Regions from separate parts of the Ovis aries genome. Here region 2 is linked to region 1. A link is a contact called in public Hi-C data. All regions are on one chromosome and are shown on one strand. The core of a region is the stretch at or near the end of the contact, and the rest is flanking DNA. Distances in the headings are between cores, read along the strand shown. Region 1 overlaps TTC23L (tetratricopeptide repeat domain 23 like). Region 2 has its middle 54 kb from the start of C1QTNF3.

Evidence for each region. A called contact is a pair of places that touch in the nucleus more often than the background predicts.
Region 2: a Hi-C map of tail adipose tissue shows a contact between it and region 1, with 10 times the contacts expected there. The contact joins two enhancer-like sites. A contact is called at or near these places in 7 of 16 Hi-C or Micro-C datasets (blood, liver, mixed tissues and 3 more).

Annotation. Positions count from the first base shown.
Region 1 is chr16:39,414,614-39,421,697 of ARS-UI_Ramb_v3.0, reverse strand. TTC23L (tetratricopeptide repeat domain 23 like) reads left to right here. Exons shown (of 13, transcript XM_042233889.2): 12 at 6,693-6,799. The coding sequence ends at 6,774. Among named protein-coding and RNA genes, the nearest start is that of RAD1, 17 kb to the right of the region's middle. Within about 2 kb of position 2,432, at least 1 of the 54 cell types and tissues checked has an H3K27ac peak or open chromatin away from gene starts, as enhancers often do.
Region 2 is chr16:39,827,015-39,834,098 of ARS-UI_Ramb_v3.0, reverse strand. No RefSeq gene overlaps it. Among named protein-coding and RNA genes, the nearest start is that of C1QTNF3, 54 kb to the left of the region's middle. Within about 2 kb of position 3,313, at least 3 of the 54 cell types and tissues checked have an H3K27ac peak or open chromatin away from gene starts, as enhancers often do.

The DNA of each region.
Region 1 (7,084 bases), core at 1,183-3,682:
CCTCTGCCTTTTCTAAAACCAGCTTGAACATCTGGAAGTTCTCAGTTCACATACTGTTTGAAGCATCGCTTGGAGAATTTTGAGCATTACGTTGCTAGCATGTGAAATGAGTGCAGTTGTGCGGTAGTTTGAGCATTCTTTAGCATTGCCTTTCTATGGGATTGGAATGAAAACTGACCTTTTCCAGTCCTGTGGCCACTGCTGAGTTTTCCAAATTTGCTGGCATATTGAGGCAGCACTTTCACAGCATCATGTTTTAGGATTTGAAATAACTCAACTTGAATTCCATCACCTCCACTAGCTTTGTTCATAGTGATGCTTCCTAAGGCCCACTTGACCTTGCACTCCAGGATGTCTGGCTCTAGGTGAGTGATCACACCATCGTGATTATCTGGGTCATGAAGATCTTTTTTGAATAGTTCTTCAAATGTTCAGAAACCATAAGAACATTAATAATAACGGTAATGTAGAACTTATTCCAATCCCCTGGTGTTATAAAATACATATACTATTTCTGACTCATAAATAACCCTATTTGGTAGGTATTTTTATCTTTCATATTCAGGTGGTGAAACTGGTACTCAGAAAGTTTGAGTATCTTGTTTAAAATCATCTAGCCAGTAAGTGTGGTAAGATTTGAACCCAGACCTGTCGTATTTCAAAAATGTACTGCCTTTCACTCTGTAAACAGGGATTCTGACTTTGAGGAATTTGAGAATACATATGGGGGCACCTGGCCAGCAGGCATGTCCCCAGAGTCTCATTTTACATATAGTGGAACTGAGTACCGATCACGTTCAAGTTAAACTACCCAGGAGGAGGAAGAGCTCACTCCAGAATGTGCCCTTCATATGCAAGGTAGCCTACTCTCTGAAGGCAGGCTGTCTGGATTTTAAATCAGGCTCCACCACTCAGCTCTCTGACCTGGGTGAGGTTACTTAACCTCTCTCAGCCTCTATTTATTCATCAGTAAAATAACAGTACCTTCCTTGAAAAGTGGGTTTTTCTGAGACTTAATAAAATCACATGTAAAACAGCACTTAGATCAGGACCTGACAGGTCTTGAATACTCAGTGAATATTGGCATAAGAATAAAATTATAATAAGAATTATCTTTCTGAGATGCTGGAGATAATAGATCAGCTATCACCTATTACTTCCCAGGTGGCGCTAGTAGTAAAGATCCCACCTGCCCATGAAGGAGACATAAGAGACACAGGTTCTATCACTGGGTTGGGAAGATCCCCTGGAGGAGGGTATGGCAGCCCACTCCAGTATTCTTGCCTGGAGAATCCCATGGACAGAGGAGCCTGGCAGGCTACAGTCCATAGGATTGCAAAGAGTCGGACACGACTGAAGTGACTTAGCATGCAAGAGTGATGGGTAAAGAGTATACATTGCTAGAGTCAGCCATGTCATCTTAACCTGCCTCTGCCACTCACTATACACAACCTTGGGAAAACCACTTAACTTCTGAGCCTTGCTTTCTCCATCACTAAAATGCAGATAATTGTATATCACATAGAGTTATTGTGAACTTTAAATAAAATAATGTATATAACATGCATAGGCTAGTGCCTGACAGGGTATGTACTCAGTAAATGTTAGCCAAGCATCCTTTCCTCTCCATTATACTGTAATATACAGCCTTTTGCTTCTAGGGAAGTGGGTCAGAATATTTGAAATTGTAATTGTGATTAATTGTTAGACAGTATTACAATATGTTTGTGTTTGAGAATTTGAATCTGAAGATACTAAAGTACACTTTGTACTTTAGAGGTAATAATGAAACGAAAAGAGTAAAATGTGTAGTTTCAGACAAGAGATGCATGTTTCTTCAAAACCGAAAGCAAGAGTTCTACTAAGCTTGTGCTTAAAAAGAGAGATGTCAGAATAGCTGGAGTGGATCCATTGCCTCAGTAGCCTGAGGTCGCTTTCCAGGGTCTCAGTGTTCTTCGTCCTCCATGATTTGAAAAGAATCAGTGTGAAAGTGAAAGTCGCTCAGTCATGAGGGGGAGAAATTAAGAGGCAGTGGAATAACCCGATTCAGATCCCAGGTACTATGAATTTTTTTGGTTCTTGGAGACTAATTCCTCTCTCTGTAAATTTGATGAAACCTAGAGATACCAGGAAGACACATGGATGGGGAAGGATCTTAAGGAGTCTGCTGTAGCAGAAGTTGAGTCAGTAAAGGTTTGTTTCCCTGAAACAAGTCCATATCTCATCCCTCAAGAACTGCTGAGCAAAGCGATAGGAATCGTTGCCAAAGCCCAGATGTCAAAAAAAAAAAAAAAAGAGAGAAAAAAAAAAAAAAAAGAGAGAAAAAAAAAAAAAAACACCTAGTCCAGGAATTGTTCTCTTTGCTTGAGCATCTTGCTGGAATAATCAGCCCCAGATGTCCTGGAACTCTGCTAGTTTTCTGATGTGTTCTTGTGCTTTCTACCCCACCTCCTCCGGAAACCCAGTGACAACATTCACTGGGCTTTCGTTGCCAGGAGCCCAAATTCCTGGCTTCTGCAGCCTCTGCAAAGAAGTGAAAGCAGAACTAGCTGCATGAATTAGGAGTTAATTCCAAGGTTAAATGTTTGTTAGTTGCACAGGCCTCAAGTAAGATCTTAGTGTATAGAAAAGGTGCAGAAAATCTGATTTAGAAGTAAACATTGAGATTGTTTAGTCTGACTTTTACCTAAATCACAAATGGACTTCAGTTTTAATCATTTATATATCAAGCTCCCTCTAAGCTCTAGAAATACTCAGATGTTTAAGATACAGTCCTTTTCCAAGAAAACAGACACACCGGACTAGATTACAAGTTAGTCTGCAGTAAAGCTTTAAGAAAAATGTAAACAGAGGACAAGTAATAAATTGTGAGCCCGGAAATGTGGGTGGAGACTTGTGTGTATGCTGTGGGCAGGGGGCTGGGTCTTCAAAGAAAGGTAGAATATCAACAGGTAGGAAAGCCAGCAGTGGGCATTTGATGTAGCTCGACCAACAGCATAGTGCCATGGACAGGCTTGATATTTCTGAGGAAAAGCAAGTGGCCTTGAGTTGTTGTAGTTGGAGGTATATGAGTAAGACTCATTGGAAAAGACCCTGATGCTGGGAAAGATTGAGGCAAGAGGAGAAGAGGGCGACAGATAATGAGATGGTTGGATGGCATCATCAGTTCAATGAACATGAGTTTGAGCAAGCTCTGGGAGATGGTGAAGGACAGTGAAGCCTGGCATGCGGCAGTCCATGAGGTCGCAAAGAGTCAGACGTGACTTTGAAACTGAACAATAGGAACATGCTGGAGATGTTTGAGAAGATAAACTTGGGTGCAGTTACAGGATGTTTTGTGTGCCATGCTGATGAGTTTAGAATTTATTCTGTAGGCAGAAGATAACTATCAAAGTTTTGAGCAGGATGTGCCATGATCAATTACTGGCTTTAGAACATTAACTGTCAGCCCTGGGAAGGATGGATGGGACCTGGGGAGACCACAGAAGTAGGAAGACCATTTAGGAGGCAGATGCAATAGTGCAAGGAAGAGATGTTGAGAGCCTTAATTATCTAAAACGGTAGTAGAAGGAACATGGAGAAGATGGAGTCTCAAATTCGCAAGACCTTGGAACCAATCATATGTGAGGTATAATGGAGCCAGGGGCCCATTCAAAGGTGGCTTTGAAGTTTCCAGCTTGAGCAACTTGGTGAATGGCCATGCTATTAAGGAAAGCATATTGGCAGGACAAGGTCAATATTGGAGGATATTTAGGGTGTCTGAAGAAGATAATTTCCATTTTGAATGTGTTAATTTTGAGGTGCCCATAATACATCTACTTGACGATGTCTAATAGGCTGTATGGACCAGAAACTCGAGATATATTAGAAGTTAAAGGAATGGATAAGAAATCCATGGATCATGTGTATGTCAAACAAGAAAACTTAGGAACTTTGGAGAATATTTACACATGGTTTGGAGAGAACATATGTGGTATTTTTTAATCAAAATAGAGAGGGCTCAAGAGTGAGCTCCCCACTTAGAGAAAGACATCTTGCATCTTCCTTTCTTCATCTAAAGAAATGCAAATAAGAGAACTCTGTTTTACAGGTTTTATTTACTGTATAGCACATAGTAAGCTTCTGTGAAATGTTAATTATTGTAATTATTATTATTATATTATCCAGCGGTCATTCAGAAGGAGGAACTGGTAAGGAGACTCAGAAAGAGTCTTTAGAGAGTTAGACGAGTCAGGAAAAAACAGAAAGGAACTCATAGGAGGAGAAAGTTTCAGAAAAGGGTGTGGTCTTTAGCAATGTCACAGAAGACACGAAGGGGCAGTTTAAAGAAGAGGGATGCAATTGTCCAATAAACAGAAAGCAGGATTTTCAATCTCATACAGAATTTATAAATTCAAATGAAATATATTTACAACCTATTATATTATGTGGTAGGGGCTTCCCAGGTGGCACCAAGAGAGAGAACCTACCTGCCAACACAGAGGATGCAGGAGACATGAATTTGATCCCTGGGTTGGGAAGATCCCCTGGAGAATGGAATGGCTGCCCACTCCAGTATCCTTGCCTGGAAAAGTCCACAGGCAGAGGAACCTGGTGGGCTACAGTCAATGGAGTCACAAAGAGCTGGACACAACTGAGCACACACGCAAGAATATTTATGAAAAGTACAGGTCATATAAACTCAGTCCTGTCAAAGATACGGGGAGACCAGCTCTCTAGTACCCTATGATGGAACTGTGGGTTGATAGATATAACTATATATCCAGCTAGATAGGGCTTTGCTGGTGGCTCAGTGGTAAGGAACCCACCTGCCAATGCAGGAGATGGGGGTTTGATCCCTGTGTAGGGAAGATCTCCTGGAGGAGAAAATGGCTACCTCCAGTATTCTCTCCTGGAAAATTTCACAGACAGAGGAGCCTGGCAGGCTACAGTCCATGGGCTCGCAAAGAGTCGAACACAACTGAGTGACTAATACACACACACACACACACAAATCAGGAACTCACTCATTATCTTTCCAGGTGGCCTTTTCCAATAATAGACAGTTATAATTGTTAGGATGCAAGGTCATGAACTTGAGAGTCAGACAGACCTCTGTTTGAATCCAAGCTCCTCCACTTTCTGTGTGCCATAAGACCAGTTATCCTAAGCCTCAGTTTTCTCTAATAAGGATTAGAATAGCATCTATAATAAGGAAAGATAATAAAGAGTAAATTAGATTATTCCCATAAAAAATGTAGCACGGCATCTCATATATAGTAATTGCCCAATAAATATTAGCTAGTTTTGCAACTCTAGCTGGTCACCCGTACTTAACTGGAAGTATGAAGGCATGGATCATTAACTTCAACTTTGTCCTTGTTAGCCATCTCTAGGAGAGCTGCATGGTAAAAAATTGCTTTTGAATAACTTTCAATGGCTCTTAAGGATCCTTTTCTCTTGATTGGAGGGGAAAGGGGGAAGAGTACCTCAATGCCCATTAACCTATTAGTGATCTCCTGTCTTCTTGGTCAAAAATCTTTGTGAACAAAAATTGCCTTTTCCAGGCTGAGGGACTAGGGAGAGAAAGCCAAAGAAAAGTAGGATAAAAAAGAAGGATTTGGGGTGTTTATTTCCAGAGAAAATTGCAGTAAGTTGAACAGTCGATACGCTCAGTAAATTTTCTGTCAGCCAGACTAGTCTTGGGCAAGACCTTAGTGATGAAAGTTATGCTCCAGAAGCTAGATTGTTTCCAGGCTACTGCATTCATATTCTTTCTCTATCATTAGTATATATTCTGATGCCTCCTCTACAAAATTAAAGGAGAAAATATTCTGCCAGACCTTGGTGTATGAGTGGGTGGGGAGCAAAATCTGCTCTAACATCCAGGTGCCCAGGGGCAGTGGCCCTTCCAAATTAGGATTCTGGGAATAGCTAGCAACACTAGGTATTGGTAGAGGACAATAGAGCAGTGAACATTTAGGAGCATTTAGCTCCCACACCAGGGTCTCCATGCAGGGGAACAGAGGCTGCTAAGTCACAAAGAGCCAACTCAGGGTACCTGGTCTTTGGTAGTGCATCAGGGGAACTTAATCAATGGCCACTCTGCCACGCCTACGAAAATGGAGTGTGAATAGTGCAAGGAAAGCAATTATATTTCACCACCTGGGCCCACTCTGGTAGTGATTTCCTGGAGTGATGCTTGAAGTTCCAGAGCAAAAGGCTGGGTCTGGTGGAGTTTGATTTATTATCATCATCTGCAGTGGGGCATGGGTGGGGAAAGACTAAACTTCTGTGACGGATTTGCGATTTATGCACAGAGTAAAGAGCAGTGTACCTTGAGTCCAGACATGTTGTGTGTGAGTCCCAACTCTGCTATGAGATAGCTATGTGACTTTAAGTAGCCTAAACATTATGAGCCTCCCTTTTCCTCATCTTCAACATTCCTTCAACAAATGTATCTGGTGAGCATCTACTAAATCCTAGGTGCAGTTACAGCTGAGGGTGGTAAATAAATAAAAATAAATAAAACATGGCCATTACTGTTAAGGAGACAACTGTCTAGTGCAAGAGACGAACATGAAAATAATGAAAATATGAAATACAGATTCTGTAGCAGAAATCTCAGTGCACTAAGAGCAGCAAGGAGAGACCATCTAGGAAGTCTGAGGAAGACTTCATAGAGAGGGTTACATTCGAGTTGTTTCTTGAAGGGCGAGTAACAGTTCATCCAGATGGAGAAGAGACGACATCTCGGGAAGAAGGCACTCTCTATGCAAAATCACAGAGGCCTGACAGAGGGCAGCGTTTGGAAGGAATGGTAAGTTCTTAATGGCTGCTCTAGGGGACAGCATTTCCTAAAGGGTATTGTAAGCAATGTTGATTCCAAGGGAGGGGGAGGAAGAAAGGCTCTGTGGCAGAAATCGGTGTAGGAAGAAACCAAATTGAATTACACAAAGTGACACAGGTTTATTTCCTGACCTACTTTCCAGAACTTTTTACATACTAAACTTCCCCCATTGGCATGTTGGGAAGAAATTAATTTTTAAAACACCACTGTATTTATATTGACCTGAATTCTTCGTAAACTGGTCAGTGATTAAAT
Region 2 (7,084 bases), core at 2,064-4,563, 410 kb before region 1:
AAACACAATTGCTCCTAAATGGGCTCTTACGTTGAAGGCAGATGGGATTTGGGAATTCTTTCTTTGTCTTGGCACGCTTGTAGGTCACAAGGCCCAGCAGTAAGACCAGGTGAGAATCACAGGACTGGAGACCCATGAAACATGGCCAATATCCAGGTCACCAATTACTCAGTTTATTGCATACATTTATTACACAACACAGGTCTGTTCAAGTAGGGAGAACAGGAAAGGGGGTAACCAGCTGCTTCAAGAAGTCTGAGAAGGAGGTCTTAGCAAGAATAGGGCTCTCTGGTCTGATGCGGGCCCCAGGACAGGCATCAGCGGGTTCACTCTCTGCTCCTAGGGAGCCTCCAGCAGCTCCACCTGTAACAGCTTGGAGTGGGTTCTCCAGAGAAGAACCTTCAAGTCACTGGACTCAGGGGTATCTTTTTAAGAAGCAGTGGTTATGCCCCAGGGGATAGGGTCTTGTCTATCAGTTGCTCCTTTGACATACATTGCTCATCAAATTTCTTTCATTTTGGTGGGGGGGATCTTACTGGGACCTTACTGGGCTTGTGGGGTCTTAGTTCCTCAACCAGGGATTGAACCCTGGCACTTGGCAGCAAGAGCACTGAGTCCTAGCCGCTGGACTGCCAGGGAATTTCCATCCATCACATTTCTGATCTAAAGTAACACTGTTAGAGAATGAACTTATGGTTGCCAGGGGGAAGGATGGAGGGAAGGGTTAGTTAGGGAGTTTGAGATGGACATGTACACATGCTATAGTTAAAATGGATAACCAACAGGGACCTCCTGGAACTCTACTCAATGATATCTGACAGCCTGAATGGGAGGGGAGTGGAGGAGAATGGATACACGTATATGTATGGCTGAGTCCCTTCACTGTTTGCCTGAACTACCACAACATTGTTTGTTAATTGACTATACCCCAATACATGGAGAAGGAAATGGCAACCCACTCCAGTCTTCTTGCCTGGAGAATCCCATGGACAGGCGAGCCTGGCAGGCTACAGTCCATAGGGTCACTGAGAGTCGGACACAACTGAGTGACTGAGCATAACCCAATACAAAAAAAAAGTTTTAAAACAAATTAAAAAATAAAGTAACACTGTTAGCGTACCATTCTAAGACACTCATAGTCCTACAGTGAACATTTCAAAACAACCATCTTGGAGGCTTAGCTTGGCTACTGTGACTCCATTGCGGACTAATTAATATGGCCTGTGGGCTTCCCTGCTGGTGCAGTGTTAAGACTCTGAGCTTCCACTGCAGGAGGTACAGGGGAGCTAAGATCCTACATGCTGAGTGTCACCGCCAAAAATAAAAAGGCCTGAAGTCATACAAGACGAACAGGAATCACATGATTACAAATCACAGAGACATCGATGGAAAGATGGGGCCAACCAAGTTCTGGAAGACTCTACCACCAGTCAGCTGGGGATGTCTTGATGCCATTTTCTGAGCAGGGAAGAAGCAGAGCCACCCACTGAGTGTGTGCCTCACTGGCATATTTGCTCTTTTCTTCATCCTCACCTTCTCGTCCTGCCGGTGCACAGCTCCCCCTCCAAGCGTCGACTTCGGGTCATGATCAGTGACAAGCAGATGGGACCTGCTGGAGCCAGTAAGACTAGTTCTTTTATCTGATCATGTAAAACAACCAGGGGCTTAGTGCAGTAAGTTACCTAAGAAGGGAAGAAGGGAAAGGTGAGAAGATCTACTAGCGGACTGGGAGGGTAAAAGGATGCTTAGGGAGGGTTAAGGAGGAAAAGGAAGGGGCAGAGGGGTGTCCTGGCTGCAGTAACAAGCCATAGAAGGAATGGGGCCGCATGCAAAGCAAAGTCCAGTTTGCTCCTTCTTCCACCAGAAACACTCATTCTGGTCCTACAGAAACTCCTGTAGCCCACTTGGGACCTGCCATGTCTCCCACAGGCTGACACCAATGTACCCCATTTCTGAAAAGCCACATTGGAGCCTCTGCAGAGGCCCCACTGATGATGGAAAAGCCCAGACTTTGGCCTCTCAGTCCTGTCCTGCCAGCTACGGTCTCCATGAGCTGAGGAAATTATCCTTCCTGTAGTGATCTTGACGAGGCAGCAGTGAGCGATGGCCTGAAGCAAGATCTTCATCACCTGCCCAGGAGCTGAACCTGGAAAGCCTGGATGAGAACCAGGGATCCTAGCCACCAGACCAGCAAGGGCTAGAGGCTAGAAGCTATTTTCCTCTGGATCTTTTCCCCCAGTGAAAAATGCATTTATCAGGGAGGCAGACACTGTAAATGCAGGTACAAAGTTTATTATTAGAGACATAGCACAGCAACAAGTGGGAGAGCAGGCAGAGAAATAGTTGGTTTACTTAGGACAGAAGCAAGGCACAGAGCCACACCCCGAGAGAAAGTGTGTGGGCATCCCTCCTAGTGAGGAGGCCTGCAGTAAGGGGACAGTTACGTCATTTACATAGGTCAGTTCTTCTGGGTCTTTGTCTTTCTTCATGCCAAGTATCTGGTTTCTTTTTCCACACCTGAGCTACCCTGGGGCACTCCCCAGGTGGGCATGCAACCCTCAGCCAAGATGGATCTTGAAGTGAAGGCTTCTGGGAGGAGCAAGGCTCATTATGGCCTGGCGTTATCGGCTGACTTTTGACCCACAAGGAGCCTCCCTGTGGGTGTGCAGGGTCTCCTTTGTCCCAAAAGAGGGGAGAGCGGAGCTCCCTTAATCTTTTATTCAAATGAAGTTTTGCCCCTCTTTGTCTTCGCCATGACTATTTCCCTGACTATTGCCATGACTATTACCTTAAGGAGTTTACAAGAGACAAACATTGGCTATTTACCCTGTTTCTGTTGTTACTTCCACTACAGAGGGCAAACAGGAAGGTGATTGTAAATGCCTTAACTGGAGCCCACCTGTCTCTTGTCTCAGAAAATGCTAACAGTTTTAAGAATCCAGGCCAAAGACCACTTCTTTGTGCCCCGTGTAATGCAAACAGGAGGCCAGTTGTAAATATCTAACCTGGAGCCCATCTATCTCCTACATCAATCACAGCCTCAGTTTCCCCACCTGTGATCCTAGCCAAGGGGTGATTCTGGAGAAAGGAAAGAGCAGACCTCAGGATGGGTTGTGGGGTGGGGATGGAGTGGAGATTTGGGGCAGGGGAGAGCCAGGTACCTATTGCAGCCTCCTTCACATCACCCTGTCAGAGAGCCTGACAAGAAACAAAACTAACAGTGCCAATGGGCTTTCAGCGCAGCCGCTGATGACGCTGGCCCTCAGCAGGGGCTCAGAGGCCAGACAATAGAACTATGACTCTGCTCAGCCCTAAACTTCTTTCCCAACTTTGCGATGAGTCAGTGGCTTTGTGTTTATAACCATTGTCCTTGGAGTCTCTCTGTGTTAATTTAAACACACACACACACACACACACACACACACACACACTTAAGGCTATTTGGTAACATTTTTCCTACCTTCAAACAAAAAGAAATTCAACTTAGACAACTGAATTTATTTGCCAGCAAGAGGACCAGTAAGAATGTAAACTACCTTTAACAGGAAAAAAAAAGAAAAATCTGGACAATTTGCATGAGGAAAGAAGTCAACTTTAGGTTCCAGATCTGGGCTTTGCTTCTGATCACAGTGAGCAATGAGGGGCTTCATCCACTCGCAACTAGGTTTCCTCTTCTGCAGAGTGAAGCAGTTGACTTGAGGATTTTTATGATTATTTGTTGTTGTCCAGTCACTAAGTCGTGTCAGACTCTTTGGGACCCAATAGACTAGCACACCAGGCTTTTCTGTCCTTCACTATCTCCCAGAGTTTGCTAGAATTTATGTCCAATTATTTATTAGTAACACCCAATTTTATCCCCAGAATTCTATAAAACAGATGTAAATATGCAGTATAAATTCATAAATGTAAACAACTTCAAATGCATTGGATTATTACAAAGTAACGAAATAAGGCTATCTATGCATGTATTTCAGTTGCACTAATCACAACAGAGAAGGCAATGGAAACCCACTCCAGTACTCTTGCCGGGAAAATCCCATGAACAGAGAAGCCTGGTAGGCTGCCGTCCATGGGGTCGCTAAGAGTCTGACACGACTGAGTGACTTCACTTTCACTTTTCGCTTTCATGCATTGGAGAAGGAAATGACAACCTACTCCAGTGTTCTTGCCTGGAGAATCCCAGGGACAGAGGAGCCTGATGGGCTGCCATCTATGGGGTCGCACAGAGTTGGACACGACTGAAGTGACTTAGCAGCAGCAGCAGCAATCACAAAGATCCTAATACAAGTGAGTGTGAATACTAATGGTCTTTTTCTTTCTTTTTCTTTTGTTGTTTATTTTGCTTTGTTTGTTTTCAATAACGCTTTGCCAATCCAGAGCACTACTTAACTGGGGCAGAGTGGGTTTTAATCTCGTATCATCAAAAACAAAACAATCCCCCCAAAACTAGCGAATCAGGCAGCATAAATTAGTGCATTTGAGTGGGTCAATGACTTTGAGCATATATATACTTTTTAAATTTTAAACTTCTATTTTTCTATTGGAGTATAGCTGATTAACAACATTGTGATAGTTGAGTACCTATTTTAATAGCACTTTTTATCACAAGCTAAAATATATTTTCAGGTGAAATCAGGATAAAACATTTGAATAGCCCTAAAAAACTAAGATCATGGCATCTGGTCCCATCACTTTATGGGAAATAGATGGGGAAACAGTGGAAACAGTGTCAGACTTTATTTTGGGGGGTTCCAAAATCACTGCAAATAGTGATTGCAGCCATGAAATTAAAAGACACTTACTCCTTGGAAGGAAAGTTATGACCAACCTAGATAGCATATTCAAAAGCAGAGACATTACTTTGCCAACAAAGGTCCATCTAGTCAAGGCTACGGTTTTTCCAGTGGTCATGTATGGATGTGAGAGTTGGACTGTGAAGAAAGTTGAGCACCAAAGAATTGATATTTTTGAACTGTGGTGTTGGAGAAGACTCTTGAGAGTCCCTTGGACTGCAAGGAGATCCAACCAGTCCATTCTAAAGGAGATCAGTCCTGGGTGTTCTTTGGAAGGACTGATGCTAAAGCTGAAACTCCAATACTTTGGCCACCTCATGCAAAGAGTTGACTCATTGGAAAAGACTCTGATGCTGGGAGGGATTAGGGGCAGGAGGAGAAGGGGACGACAGAGGATGAGATGGCTGGATGGCATCACCGACTCGATGGATATGAGTTTGAGTGAACTCCGGGAGTTGGTGATGGACAGGGAGGCCTGGCGTGCTGCAGTTCATGGGGTCACAAAGAGTTGGACACAACTGAGCAACTGAACTGAACTGAAAGAACCCTCTGGGTTCACAGAGTACTTGGAAATCTCCTGGGCTAGAGGTTCTCTAACTTGTAGTCTTAGAGTCTTTACCTTTGGCCCTTCCCTAAACTTGTTTCCCTCCTCTGCCCCCTCATGCATTCTAGAAATTCCTTCTGTGAATCTGGCATAGTTCTAGACTTGGAATCCTCTAAGTGAATCTCTCCCAAATAAGTGTACAAGCCATCTACTTCAAGAAAGACACAGAACATGAGAGTAAAGAGTTTAAGTTTTAATCAGATCTTACTGAGGGTGATAGCCTGGAAGACAGCCACTCACTCAGTTAGCTCTGCTCCAAAGAAGCAGGAGAGGCCTACCAATGGGATTTTTCACAGAACTAGAACAAATAATTTCACAATTTGTATGGCAATACAAAAAAACCTCGAATAGCCAAAGCATCTTGAGAAAGAAGAATGGAACTGGAGAAATCAACCTGCCTAACTTCAGGCTCTACTACAAAGCTACAGTCATCAAGACAGTATGGTACTGGCACAAAGACAGAAATATAGATCAATGGAACAAAATAGAAAACTCAGAGATAAATCCATGTACCTATGGACACCTTATCTTTGACAAAGGAGGCAAAAATATATAATGGAGAAAAGACAATCTCTTTAACAAGTGGTGCTGGGAAAACTGGTCAACCTCCTGTAAAAGAATGAAATCAGAACACTTTCTAACACCATACACAAAAATAAGCTCAAAATGGATTAAAGATCTAAATGTAGGACCAGAAACTATAAAACTTCTAAAGGAAAACATAAGCAAAACACTCTCTGACATAAATCATAGCAAGATCCTCTATAACCAACCTCCCAGAGTAATGGGAATAAAAGCAAAAATAAACCCAAATGGGACCTAATTAAACTCAAAGCTTTCTCACAACAACTATAAGCAAGGTGAAAAGACAGCCTTCAGAGTGGAAGAAAATAATAGCAAATGAAGCAACTGACAAAGAATTAATCTCAAAAATATACAAACAGCTCATGAAGCTCAATACCAGAAAAATAAATGACCCAATCAAAAAATGGACAAAGAACTAAACAGACATTTCTCCAAAGAAGACATACAGATGGCTAACAAACACATGAAAAGATGCTCAATATTACCCATTATCAGTTCAGTTCAGTTCAGTTCAGTCGCTCAGTCCTATCCGACTCTACCCATTATCAGAGAAATGCAAACCAAAACCACAGTAAGGTACCATCTCATGCCAGTCAGAATGGCTGCTATCTGAAAGTCTACAAACAATAAATGCTGGAGAGGGTGTGGAGAAAAAAGGGAACCTTCTTACACTGCTAGTGGGATTGCAAACTAGTACAGCCACTATGGAGAACAGTGTGGAGATTCCTTAAAAAACTGAAAATAGAACTGCCATACAACCCAGTAATCCCCCTGCTAGGTATACACACTGAGGAAACCAGAATTGAAAGAGACGTATGTACCCCAATGTTCATCACAGCACTGTTTACAATAGCCAGGACATGGAAGAAACCTAGATGTCCATTGGCAAATGAATGGATAAGAAAACTGTGGTAAATATATACAATGGACTATTACTCAGCTATTAAAAAGAATACATTTGAATCAGTTCTAATGAGGTGGATGAAACTGGAGCCTATTACACAGAGTGAAGTAAGTCAGAAAGAAGAACACCAACACAGCATATTAATGCATATATATGGCATTTAGAAAGATGGTAATGAAGACCCTATATGCAACACAG